Linked DNA regions of Mus musculus: region 2 is linked to region 1. A link is a contact called in public HiChIP or PLAC-seq data. All regions are on one chromosome and are shown on one strand. The core of a region is the stretch at or near the end of the contact, and the rest is flanking DNA. Distances in the headings are between cores, read along the strand shown. Region 1 has its middle 21 kb from the start of Bicral. Region 2 holds the start of Prph2 (peripherin 2).

The links. HiChIP or PLAC-seq counts read pairs in DNA pulled down with a chosen protein or histone mark.
Region 2: an H3K27ac HiChIP or PLAC-seq map of embryonic stem cells shows a contact between it and region 1, with 10 read pairs. The contact joins the promoter of Prph2 here to the enhancer-like site in region 1. A contact is called at or near these places in 4 of 39 promoter capture datasets (the 3T3-L1 cell line, the SN4741 cell line, cancer-associated fibroblasts and 1 more), 71 of 484 Hi-C or Micro-C datasets (3T3-L1-derived adipocytes, the C10 cell line, the C2C12 cell line and 46 more), 21 of 115 datasets of contacts at active chromatin or transcription factors (CD8 T cells, the HPC-7 cell line, the SCID.adh cell line and 16 more) and 3 of 9 other capture datasets (adipose tissue, liver and pancreatic islet).

What each region holds. Positions count from the first base shown.
Region 1 is chr17:46,849,492-46,855,095 of GRCm38.p6, reverse strand. It overlaps a transcript of Bicral not described here. Among named protein-coding and RNA genes, the nearest start is that of Bicral, 21 kb to the right of the region's middle. Within about 2 kb of position 2,180, at least 95 of the 459 cell types and tissues checked have an H3K27ac peak or open chromatin away from gene starts, as enhancers often do. A contact at or near this core is called in the C2C12 cell line, the G1E-ER4 cell line, the HPC-7 cell line and 18 more, where this site is marked.
Region 2 is chr17:46,907,875-46,913,478 of GRCm38.p6, reverse strand. It overlaps Prph2 (peripherin 2), which reads right to left and starts at 3,001. Exons shown (of 3, transcript NM_008938.2): 1 at 2,202-3,001. The coding sequence starts at 2,782.

The DNA.
Region 1 (5,604 bases), core at 931-3,430:
CTGGCCCTACCAACAGGCCAGACTCCACGCTGGTCTAGGTACACCAATAAAAGAGGAGTAGGGGTGAAAAGCTGACACATTGTGGCCTCATTGAGACTAGGGACAGGTCAAGAGACTTATCAAACCCTTCTTGCAGGCACTGACATTACCCAGAATTCCATCCTCAGCGGGTTTTGATGTTACACAGGAAAAATGGCCAGGAAAGCAGGAGGTGGAGGTGGAAGGAAGGAGTCCGGTTCCCCGTGTAGTCTGGTTCCCGAGAAACTAGTGGCTTGTGCTCCAAGCAGCCACCTCATCCCGGATCCGGGCAGCCCCAGCCCTGCAGGCCCACAGCCCCTGGAGGCCCTTGCCACAGGGATGTTATCAGTCCTGTTTGTTCCTAGAATTCAAGGTGACTCAAGAGGAAAGATTAAGATAGGACACCGAGCTAGAGAGAAATCAGATAGGCCAGTAACTGCCCGCCTTCAAGTCCAGCCAAGCCGAGTAGACAGGATAGCTGTGTAGCTTAAAAGGTTTTCACTTGCATGTGGACACAAAGCCCAAAAGCTTTTAAAACCGTGGTTTCTCTAAAATAGTCTAGTTTATAGGGAAAGAATCATTAAAAGTAGTGGTGAGTGGAATTTAAAACAAGACATCTGAACTCATGGAATTCACAGCCAGTGGGAGAAAACCTGTAAGCTGGAGGTTTCATATGAGTTGGGAGTAGCCCTTGCTGCCTAGTAAGTTTCTCCGAAGGCATGAGCTGTGCTAGCCACCTCAGAAGCAGGGTTTGTCGTTCCAAGCCGCCTGTGTAGAGCAGACTGAAAGGGAGCGAAGGCTGCCGAGCTTCTCTGGAGCTGCTGTGATTAGGCCACTTAGGGAATTCTTAGATTTGTCCTAATTGCAGTGAGAAGCTATGGTCTAAGGGAGTAGGGTGGGGATTTGAACTCAGGGCTGCAAGCATTGCTAACGAGCAATCCACTGCGGAGGATTTTTGTTTTGAAACTTCAGTATCATAGTCGTGCTTAATTGCTTGGGCTCAAGTTTTGTGTTCATGTGATCCTCCTGCCTCAGTTTCCTAGTCCTAGGACTACCAGTGCAGAAGTGCTCATGTTCTTTATAGACGATTTGACCGCTGTGTAAAAGGTAGGGATTAGAAAGGTTTGCACTGTAGTCTGGTCCTGCAAGAGCGGAAGGAATCAAGAATGTCTTCTCAGCCGGGCGTGGTGGCGCACGCCTTTAATCCCAGCACTCGGGAGGCAGAGGCAGGCAGATTTCTGAGTTCGAGGCCAGCCTGGTCTACAAAGTGAGTTCCAGGACAGCCAGGGCTATAAAGAGAAACCCTGTCTTGAAAAACCAAAAAAAAAAAAAAAAAAAAAAAAAAGAATGCCTCTCATTTATGCTTCTCATTTATGGGCCAAGCTTTGAGTGGCTGACGGTGCCACTTAGAATTTGGAGACGACCAGAAGAGGACTAGCTGGCAAGGGATGGTGACAGGATTCATATGCCACTTGTTGGGTACCAAAATTGAGCTGTTAGAAGTCACTGGCTGGTGGGTGTGTCCTGGGAGCAGCCCAAGTCATGTGAGAGCACAGAAGTGGACCAAGCTGTGCAAGGACAGTAGTGTGCCCAGTGGAATGCTGAGGAGTTAGGCCGTGGCGGCATGCCCACCCATCTGACAAGCAGCTTCTCTGCCGTGTGAGTTGAAGGGCTGGGCTCAAAGAGTGGGGAGTAAATACTGCAGCGGGGTTACAGCCTCATTTTGAGTACTTGGTGTGGGGAGAGAATGTGTGTGTGTAGGTCTGTCAAGTCTTTCATCTTTAACATGGTTCTGGAGATCAAACCCAAGGCTTAGGCACTTTACCTCCAGAGCCATTTTCCAACATTTTCACATGAGCTGAGAGTATCTACCCAAGAGGGAGAGATTAATAAAACAGCAAGTCTGATAAAGGGGCAGGATTCTTGAGAAAGGACAAAGAATTTCAGATCTAAGAACAAGGTTTATCAGGGTGGGAGGAGAGTGGAGTGAAGGCAGAAAAGAAGAGCAGGAGTTAGAGGGAGTGAAACCTCGGAGGCGGGGATGGAGGGCAGGCTGTGGTGCTCTCACGCATGGCCAGCATCTTGCAGGAAGAACAGGTGGCGGCTGGTTTCAGAAGGAAGTTGTTGGTCATCTCGGGCTGCAGGGCAAGTGGGACATAAGACACCTGCAGGCTGCTGCCTGGAGCCCTGAGTCTGCGCACTGAGAGCTCTGTACTGCTGTGCTGTTTCCCAGCCCCAGTTTGACTTTTTGACCTTTGCACAGTTGCACTGGGGAGAGGGAGAGGTGTTGAGGGAAGAAAGTATCCAAAGGATGCCAGTGGAAATGTATAAAACCCTTAACCAGCTGGCTCCTCTTTGAGGCAGCTGGTAGTACTTTTTCTTAGGTTCGTGTCCCTTGAACTGGCTACAGAATAACAGTAGAGGGAAATTAGGGAAAAAGGGGGGGGGGCTGGTGAGATGGCTCAGCAGGTTAAGAGCGCCAACTGCTCTTCTGAAGGTCCTGAGTTCAAATCCCAGCAACCATATGATGACTCACAACCATCAGTAATGAGATCTGATGCCCTCTTCTGGGGTGTGTGAAGACAGCTACAGTGTACTTACATATAATAAATCTTTAAAAAAAAAAGGGGGGGGTGGGGGAGGCTGGAGAGATGGCTCAGCAGTTCCAAAGGTCCCGAGTTCAAATCCCAGCAACCACATGGTGGCTCACAACCATCCGTAATGAGATCTGACGCCCTCTTCTGGTGCGTCTGAAGACAGCTACTGTGTACTTAGATATAATAATAAATCTTTTTAAAAGAAAAGAAAAAAGGCATTCAAAATTGATTACTGTAACTGGCTTAGAAGATGCAGGGCCATTTGTTAGGGATGGAGGTTAAGAAGGCCTGAATATAGGGAGAAAGGATGCATTCCTGGGAGGTGTCTTAGTTGGATGGAAATAGTGGGGAAGAGAAACAGCCACTAAGCAGCAGCATGTGGGATGAGCAGAGCTCTCCCAGCAAGTAGTGTTAATAAAGATGCTTGAAGGATGCCTTGGGATGGGATGCTGGGTGGGGCCGCTGGGTCTTTACTGTCCTCTCTCCCTTCCCTCCAGTGCTTCCATTCAGGAAAGTCCCAAGGGCTCCCTTAGTCCTAGACACTCTTGAAAGGGTGTGACTTGTTTAATTATCAATTTCTTAATAAAGTTGTAAATTGAACACTTCCTGTTCTTGTGGCTTCTTTGGCTCACTGGCTACAAACACATCAAACACTGCGTTAGAAGAACCAAAGCTCTTAAGTCAGGATAGGTGTTGCCTCTCAAAGTGGCTTATTTCAGGTCCACCAAATCCAACTTCCTTACATCATCAGGAGTTCAACTTTGTTCCTGGCTAGAATGTAAACATTTCACAAATATTATTTGTCTCACTTTTATCCTGCTTCACACCCTGATGGCCTTTCAATACATGTTAAAGTCGGTGGGTACAGTGGCACACACCTTTAATCCCAGCTCTCAGGGAGGCAGAAGCAAGAGGATCTCTATATTTGAGGCCAGTGTGAACTACACTGGGTTCTAGGCCAAACTAGGCTACATGGTGAGATCCTGTCTGAAGATATTGCTGAAGGTCCATCCCTAGTTTCTGTATTATGAAAAGAGTCAATGACCTACCTAAGGTCCCTTGGGAAGAGTCCCTGAATTATTACATTTTGGCATTTATACTAAACTGTTTAATCTACAACTAGTACAGCTGTATACAGCTGAGATTTCTGAGGTCTAGCAAGTTAAAATTGACCTTGACCAGGCATGATGGCACTTGTCCTGTGGTGCTGGCTGAAAAGACCCAGGGTCCGAGGCTGAAGTAAGGATCACTTTAGGAGAGCGAGAGCTTGGACAACAGAGTTTTGGGGGTTGTTTTGTTTGGGGTAGAGGGATCGAGACAGGGTTTCTCTGTGTGGCCCTGGCTGTCCTGGAACTCACTCTGTAGACGAGGCTGGCCTCGAACTCAGAAATCCACCTGCTTCTGCCTCCCAAGTGCTAAAGGCGTGCACCACAACTGCCCAGCTGTTTTGGTTCTTTTTAAAAAATAAAGTCAAGGCTGCTGGGGTGAGGAGGTTCAGTGGTGAAACGAGCGGCCATGAACCTGACACCAGCCTCGACACATGCCGGAGCAGACTCCTATCTCCTCAGGACTAGGTTATCCTCAGTGCTCCTAGGAAGGGGAGCTCCTGGCAGTAAGGTGATTGGGATACTAGGTGTCATTCCGGGCCTGAGCTGACAGTTTATCTGTGTTTGCTGGAGAGCAGGCCTGGGCCTCAGGCGTGATTTTCACATGTGCATTCCCAGCCCTGTTTTGTTTTGAGACAAAGACTTACTCTGTTGCTCTGGCTGGCCTAGAACTCATTTCATACAAGAGGACTGGGCTCAAAAAAGTCCTCCTGCCTCAGCATCCTGAATGCTGGGAGTGCACTTATGCCTGACTAAAAGTATGTTTTTGTTTTTGTGGTTTTGCTTTGTTTTTTGAGATCTTATTTTTATTTTGTGTGTCTAGATGTTTTGCCTGCGTTTATTTATGTATGTGCACCACATGCATGCAGTGCCCTCGGAGGCCAGAAGAGGACTTCGAAGACCCTTTGGAGTTGGAGTTACAGGCCTTTGATTGCTACCAGGGTTTTGTCGTTTTGATTTGAAGTTTATTTTAGCTTGTTTTAGTTTTGTTTTTGAAACAGGGCTTCTTTGTTGTAGCCCTGACTGGCCTCAGACTTAGAAATCTACCTGCCTTTGTCTGTGCTGGGATTAAAGGCGTGCGCCACCCACTACCACCACCCAGCCTTACTTTTAGCTTTTAATATAAAGGAAGCAAACCATATATTTTTTTCCTTTATAAACTCTGAGATTTCCTAGAAGTGCAGATAAGTGTACTTAGAAGTAGGCTAATCCTTACTGGTGTTTGTATTCTGACTCCCTAGATCTGTGAACATTTGACTTTAGAAATTGCAGAAGTCTGCCCAGGATTCCTCTAGGTGAGATCACACATAAAGGGAAAAAAAGCACCTTGGCACTGGGACGTGTTTAGAGCCTCATCTGCTCTCTAGGTCTCTTTCTCATCCTTTCATTTTTCTTACTTTCACAATTTGTCCAGCCCAGGCTGGCCTTGAACTATTGGCAGTCCTGCCTTAGCCTCAAGTTCTGGGATTACAACAGAAGCCACCAAACCTGGCTCTCCAGACAGAAGCCACCATGCCTGGCACTCCAGGTAGCCTCTTTCTTTCTTTCTTTTTCTTTTTTTTTTTTTTTTGCAAATGGCTATTTTACTTCAGAGGTCCACTTCTCTTTACAAGTAGACCCTTTGGCCAAGTGTGATGGCACACCCCTATAATCACTCCGGAGGCAGAGGTAGGCAGAAGTCCTGAGTTCCAGGCCTTCCTGGTCTACATGACAAGCTTCAGAACCATCAAGACCGCATAGACCCTCATCTAAAACAACACCAGACAGTGCAGACGTGTGTCACATGCTTGTGGTCCTCACTCACTGTTACAGGTCTGTCACTGCCTATGTGGTATAGATGGTGGGCCCGAACAGTGTACCAGGCAATGAGACGAGAGTAAGAC
Region 2 (5,604 bases), core at 1,752-4,251, 58 kb before region 1:
AGGGGAGGACTCACTACTGCTCTGCCGAGTGAGCATGGTATTAAACCAACTCCTAAGGACTTATTACCCCACATGGGAGCGTTCTCAACCTCCAGCAGAAAGGCTCTGACAGTAGACAGTGAGCGCCAGAGGCTCGAGACTGGCCAAGGGCAGAAACCAGAGACTGCAGAATGCTCTGCCCTCAGTGGAACATCTCTATCACACCCTGTCCTCCCAAGGCTCAGGGATCGCCCTGGGGGAAGGAGACAGAGCACACGAGACCCAGTGGACGGCTACAGGAAGCCAGTGCTTTCTAGACACCGAAGGGCAAGGGCATCTATAAACTGTTCACAGCTTTTGACTGCATGCATGAGACCTGTGAGAAACCAAGCCTGAAGAGGTGGATGTGGACAGGAACTCCTCTCACTGAGGAGTGACTGACAACTAATGGCTGCCAGCCAGGACTGGGGGGCAGTTTTCCTCAGGGGTGTGGGCTCTGATAGACTATTCATGCTCTGGTAGATGGCCAGACATTCGTGCACATACCTAGAGCAGTAACTAGACTCCATTTATTTGAGAGAGAGAGAACTTAAACCTGGGAGGGAGGGAGGGAGGGAGGGAGGGAGGGAGGGAGGGAGGGAGGGAGGGAGGGTAAGGTGGGGGTTAGAAGGGCATAGGGTGGAAGGGATTAAAATACATCAGACACCTGTGAAACTCGGTCAATTTGAAAAGGAGAAAAAAGAAGCGACTCCATCCGGAGTCCACAGTTAGAAAAAAGAAAAGAGAAAAGTGGCAGAGATGGGTGAGAGCCTCTTCCACCTGGTTTTAGTGTTGTCCTCTCTTGTGTCCAAGGGGCTACTTATTTCCTGGCTTCACTTCCTCCCAGCTGACTCATGCAAATCCCGCCCTCCTGCCCTGTCTGTCATCGGAAGGGCAGAACTGGTCACAATCCTCTCCTTGCCTGGGGATTTGTGGCTGTAATCTCCTTCCACAGAGAAAATGACAGCCAAGCCGTGACCTTCACTGGGCCTCCCTCCACCCGAGGAGCAAAGCCTGGTCTAAGTTAGATGCCAGCTGCCCAGGAGCCTCTGGGGTGTCAGCCAGGGCATGTCACAGAGCACGCCCCTCCCTGGAGAGCATCCTCTGGGAAGAGTAGCCTGAGCTGACGTGGAGGCTCATTCTCCCTGAGCCCTCCCCACCACAGAGCTTCATCTTCACACGTACCAAGCGTACCTTGGGAAACCTTAGCTGTGCTGTGCCAGCAAACAAAACAGCTCTGTGGATAGCGGGGCTTGCCATGCTGCGAATGCCCGCCTGAGAGGAAGTGCTGGGACCACCACGCCAAGATAAAACGGACTCCCTGCAGCCATCCCCTGCCCTCTGCGCACACTGTATACACGCACACAGATAACAACACACCAGGCATGGTGGCACATGCCTTTAATCCCAGCACTTGAAAGGCAGAAATAGAAGGATCCCTCTGAATTCAAGATTAGTGTAGTCTACATAAGGAGTTCCAGGCAGCCAAACTACATACAACCCTAAAAAAATAAATAAAAAAAAAATTTTTTTAAAAAAAGGAAGAAAGAGAAAGACCAGAACAAGCAGGCATTTAACTAACACCTGCTATATACCAGGCATAGACAGACCAGGCAAAGTACTCCAGGATCACACATTCCAGTATCTTTCCTTGAAAGATGGGTAGGGGACGCAACACCAGAAAGAAGCACAACCCAGAGCTGCTTGCCTGCTTCCCACCCTGCATAACAGGAAGATAAGTCACCATATCCAAGCACAGACTCCCATAGGCACCTTTGGCCTTGTCAAAAGCTTAGGAAACTAAGGTGCAAACCAGGAAATGTCAGTTCTATGACAGGCGCAACCTCAGGTAGAACAAGATAAGTACGGGGGTGGGGGGGAATAGCGTGAGCTCTGAAGACCCCATTCTTACTGTAGGAAGGGGCCTGTGTTCTGGCTCTCCTGGTAATTCCCATCTATCTTAGCTTATCACTCCACACCTTTGCCCCGCCTCTGCCCGATGTGAAGCTGAACCAAATGAGGTTGCCACCATTGAGGACCAGACGAACCAGGCTGCTGGCAATGTCACAATGGTCCAGTATAGTGCCCCTCACCCAGACATCCGTTCTATACTCAGTAGAGGGAAAGGGGGACTGGGCAGGCTGGGGAAATCGAAGACCTGGGTCGGAGCGGTGGCTACTCACTCTTTGACCTCCTTGGAGGAGAAGTCCAGGTAGCGATTGCTGATCCACTGAATCTCGAACCAGTCCCGGAAGCCGTTGTTCCCACAGCACTTGAACTCAATCTGGAGCATGTCGATGGTCTTTTTCATGAAGCACCGGCCGGGGGTGTCCGTATCCCGATAATACTTCATCCCATTCTTGAGTCCGTAAGCCAGGGTGCTCTCCAGGGAGCCCCGCAACAGAAAGCAGCAGAGAGCCACCAGGAAGAGGATGACGTTAAAGAAGATGCAGACAGCCAGGTACGGCTTCAGCCAGGGCTTCCACTTGGCGTACTTGGCCGGGTCCAGGGCATCATAGCAGATCTTCCCAGCCAGAGAGTTGAAGACACAGGACAGGACCCCCACCCCTATCAGGGAGTTGGGCACAAAGTGGCTCTCAGAATTATTCATCACTTCGCTCCTCTTGCGAAGTTCAATCTTCAAGAACAGCCCCAAGCTGAAGAGGACGATGCCGGCCAACACGGACAGCCAGTTCATAAGCCAGAGCCCCTGGGCCAACTTGACCCGCTTCTTCTGGTCAAACTTGACTTTGAGCAGCGCCATGCTTACCGAGTGCGTTCAGCAGCCTCCCACGGTTCAGCTTCCACTCCTAATCCGAGTGAGCTCCGGGGCTGGACCGCTAGGGTCTAGGGAAGAGCACCATGGGCCCAAGCTGCAGGGAGTTGCCCATTTTGGGGCCTCCCTAGCTTGGGATCCCCGTTAACTCAGTAACGGTAGCCGGAGCTAATCTAGGCCGCCGTATCTGCAGAGTCCTTCCCAGCCAAGGAGGGACAGTCCGAACACTGCAGATTAAAAAGTGGGATCCACAACGCAGTCACTAATCTCTTTAGCCAGGGTCATCCCATTAGACAAAGCTATGCCAATACAAAACATGGCCAGGAGGAGTCTCCGTGTATATACATGCTGGACCCAGCTCAGCTCAAGAATCCAGAGCCAAAAGGACAGAGGCTGGCTAAAAGAATAGGCTGGGCAGTTCCTGCACGCCTCAGTGAGGTTCTTTTGGGTCTGTGAGTCTGAGGCCAAGAGAGGGGATTGGAGAGATGGCTCCGTGGTTAAGAGCACTGACTGCTCTTACAGAGAGTTCAGACTTGGTTCCCAGCACCCACACAAAAGCTCACCCCCATCTGTAACTCAGTTCTAGGGGATCTGATACCCAATACTGGCTCCCATGAGCCCAGACACATAAATGATTCACAGACCTACACGCAGGCAAAACCAGCATTCACATGTGTTAAGATTACAAACAAAGACAGCAGTGGCCCACACTGTCAATCCTATCACTAGGGAAGCAGAGTTAGGCATATCTGAGTTCCAGGCCAGCCTGGTCTACAAAGGAGTTCCAGGCCAGCCAGGGCTACACAGAGAAACCTTGTCTCAAACTAAAGATCACAAACAAATAATTCCAGATTCCAGCCCTATCTTGGTGGTTGGGTGTTTTGTGAGTTTGTTTTTATTTTAGACAGGGTCTCGTTTTGTAGCCCAGGGCTGGCCTGAAACTCACCTTGTAGAACAGATTGCTTCAAATGCACAGAGATCCAACTGCCTCTGCCTCTTGAGTGCAGGGACTAAAGGAGTACAGTAGCACACATGGCTACTTGTAGCAAGTTCAAGGTCAGTGGGAGCTGCTTGAGAGCCTATCTCAAACAAACAAGCAAACAAAGAATCAACCAAAGGAGCAATACATCTGCCACTGTGGTCACAGCAAGGGGCATGGGAAGCCTTAGGGAGTGAGTCTGCTATGTTTTGTTGCTGTTTGGGGTGGGTTTTTCTGTCGTGTTTTTCCTTGTTAAGACAAGTTCCCTAGAGCCCTCATATTACTATACCAGGCTGGCCTCCTCGAAATTGAAGAAATCTTCCAATCTCAGCATCACCACGCCAGTTAATTGTCATTTCTAATTAGTAGATATTTTTCTAAGATTTATTTATTATATATAAGTACACTGTACTTGTCTTCAGACACACCAGAAGAGGGCATCAGATCTCATTACAGATGGTTGTGAGCCACCATGTGGTTGCTGGGAATTGAACTCAGGACCTCTGGAAGAGCAGTCAGTGCTCTTAACCACTGAGCCATCTCTCCAGCCCCCAGTAGATATTGGCTTACAAAATTGTGAACAGAAAATACAGAGTTACCATCCCCAGACGTCCCAACCAGGACTAGCTTGAATGACTCTGTTATATTTTTATATTGTTTTGTTTGAGACAGGATTTTGCCTTGTGGCCAAGGCTAGCCTTGAATTATCCCCCCTTTCTGACTCAACGGCTGAAGTATACTTTTTTTGTTTTGTTTTGTTTTGTTTTGAGACAGGGTTTCTCTGTGTAGCCCTGGCTGTCCTGGAACTCACTTTGTAGACCAGGCTGGCCTGCCTCTACCTCCCGAGTGCTGGGATTAAAGGCATGCACCACCACGACCGGCTACATTTTTTTAAAAAGATTTTCTTTTTAATTATGTATGTAAGTGGAGGTGGGAGATGTGCACGTGGGTGCAGGAGCCCACAGAAACCAGAAGAGGGCGACTGAATCTCTGCAGCTGAAGTTACAGGCAGTTGTGAGGCTATCTAGTTGTAGGGGCTGGGACCAAACACCAGTCCCTGTAAGAGCAACAAGGGACACCTCTCCTGCCCCAATTTCTCTCTCTCTCTCTCTCTCTCTCTCTCTCTCTCTCTCTCTGTCCCCCCACCCCCCTGGCTTTTTGAGACAGGGTCTCTCTAGGTAGTCCTGGGTTGTCCTGGAACTTACTATGTAGCTCAGGCAGCTCTCAAGCTCACAGAGATCCGCACCCCACCCCACCCCTGCCTCCCAAGTACTGGGATTAGAGGTGTGTGCCACCATGCCTTCCAGTCTTCACCATTCTCACGTGTGTACGAAGGTAGCACGTTGGTATTTTTAATTGGCAATCGCCTCACTTTTATACTGAGGATCCTGTGCATACATATGTGTTCGGTTGGGTGCGTGTGCCAGAACTTCTGTATAGAGGGGAGGGGCAGAGCGTTGCTGTCTTTCTCTCTGCTAGGCTCCTCCTGGCTAGGCTGGCTGCCCAGGGAGCCCAGATCATGCCCGGCTCCTAGAGCAGGGGTTCCGGGAATGAGCCACCATGCCAGCGTTCTTCATGGCTGCAAGGGACCAGACCCTAGGTCCTCACGCTTTCTTTACCCATGGGTCTATTCCCCATCCCCGGGCACCTTTCCCTTGCTTATTTATCACCTGTACCTTCTTCTATGAAGTGTCTGTTTGAAATTATTTTTTTAAGCCGCTGATTTTTTTTAACCTTAATTTGTTTATTGATTATTTGGATATTTCACATAATGCGCCCCAATTCCATGTACTTCCCGGTCCTCTCAATTCCACCCTCCCTCCCAGAGAAA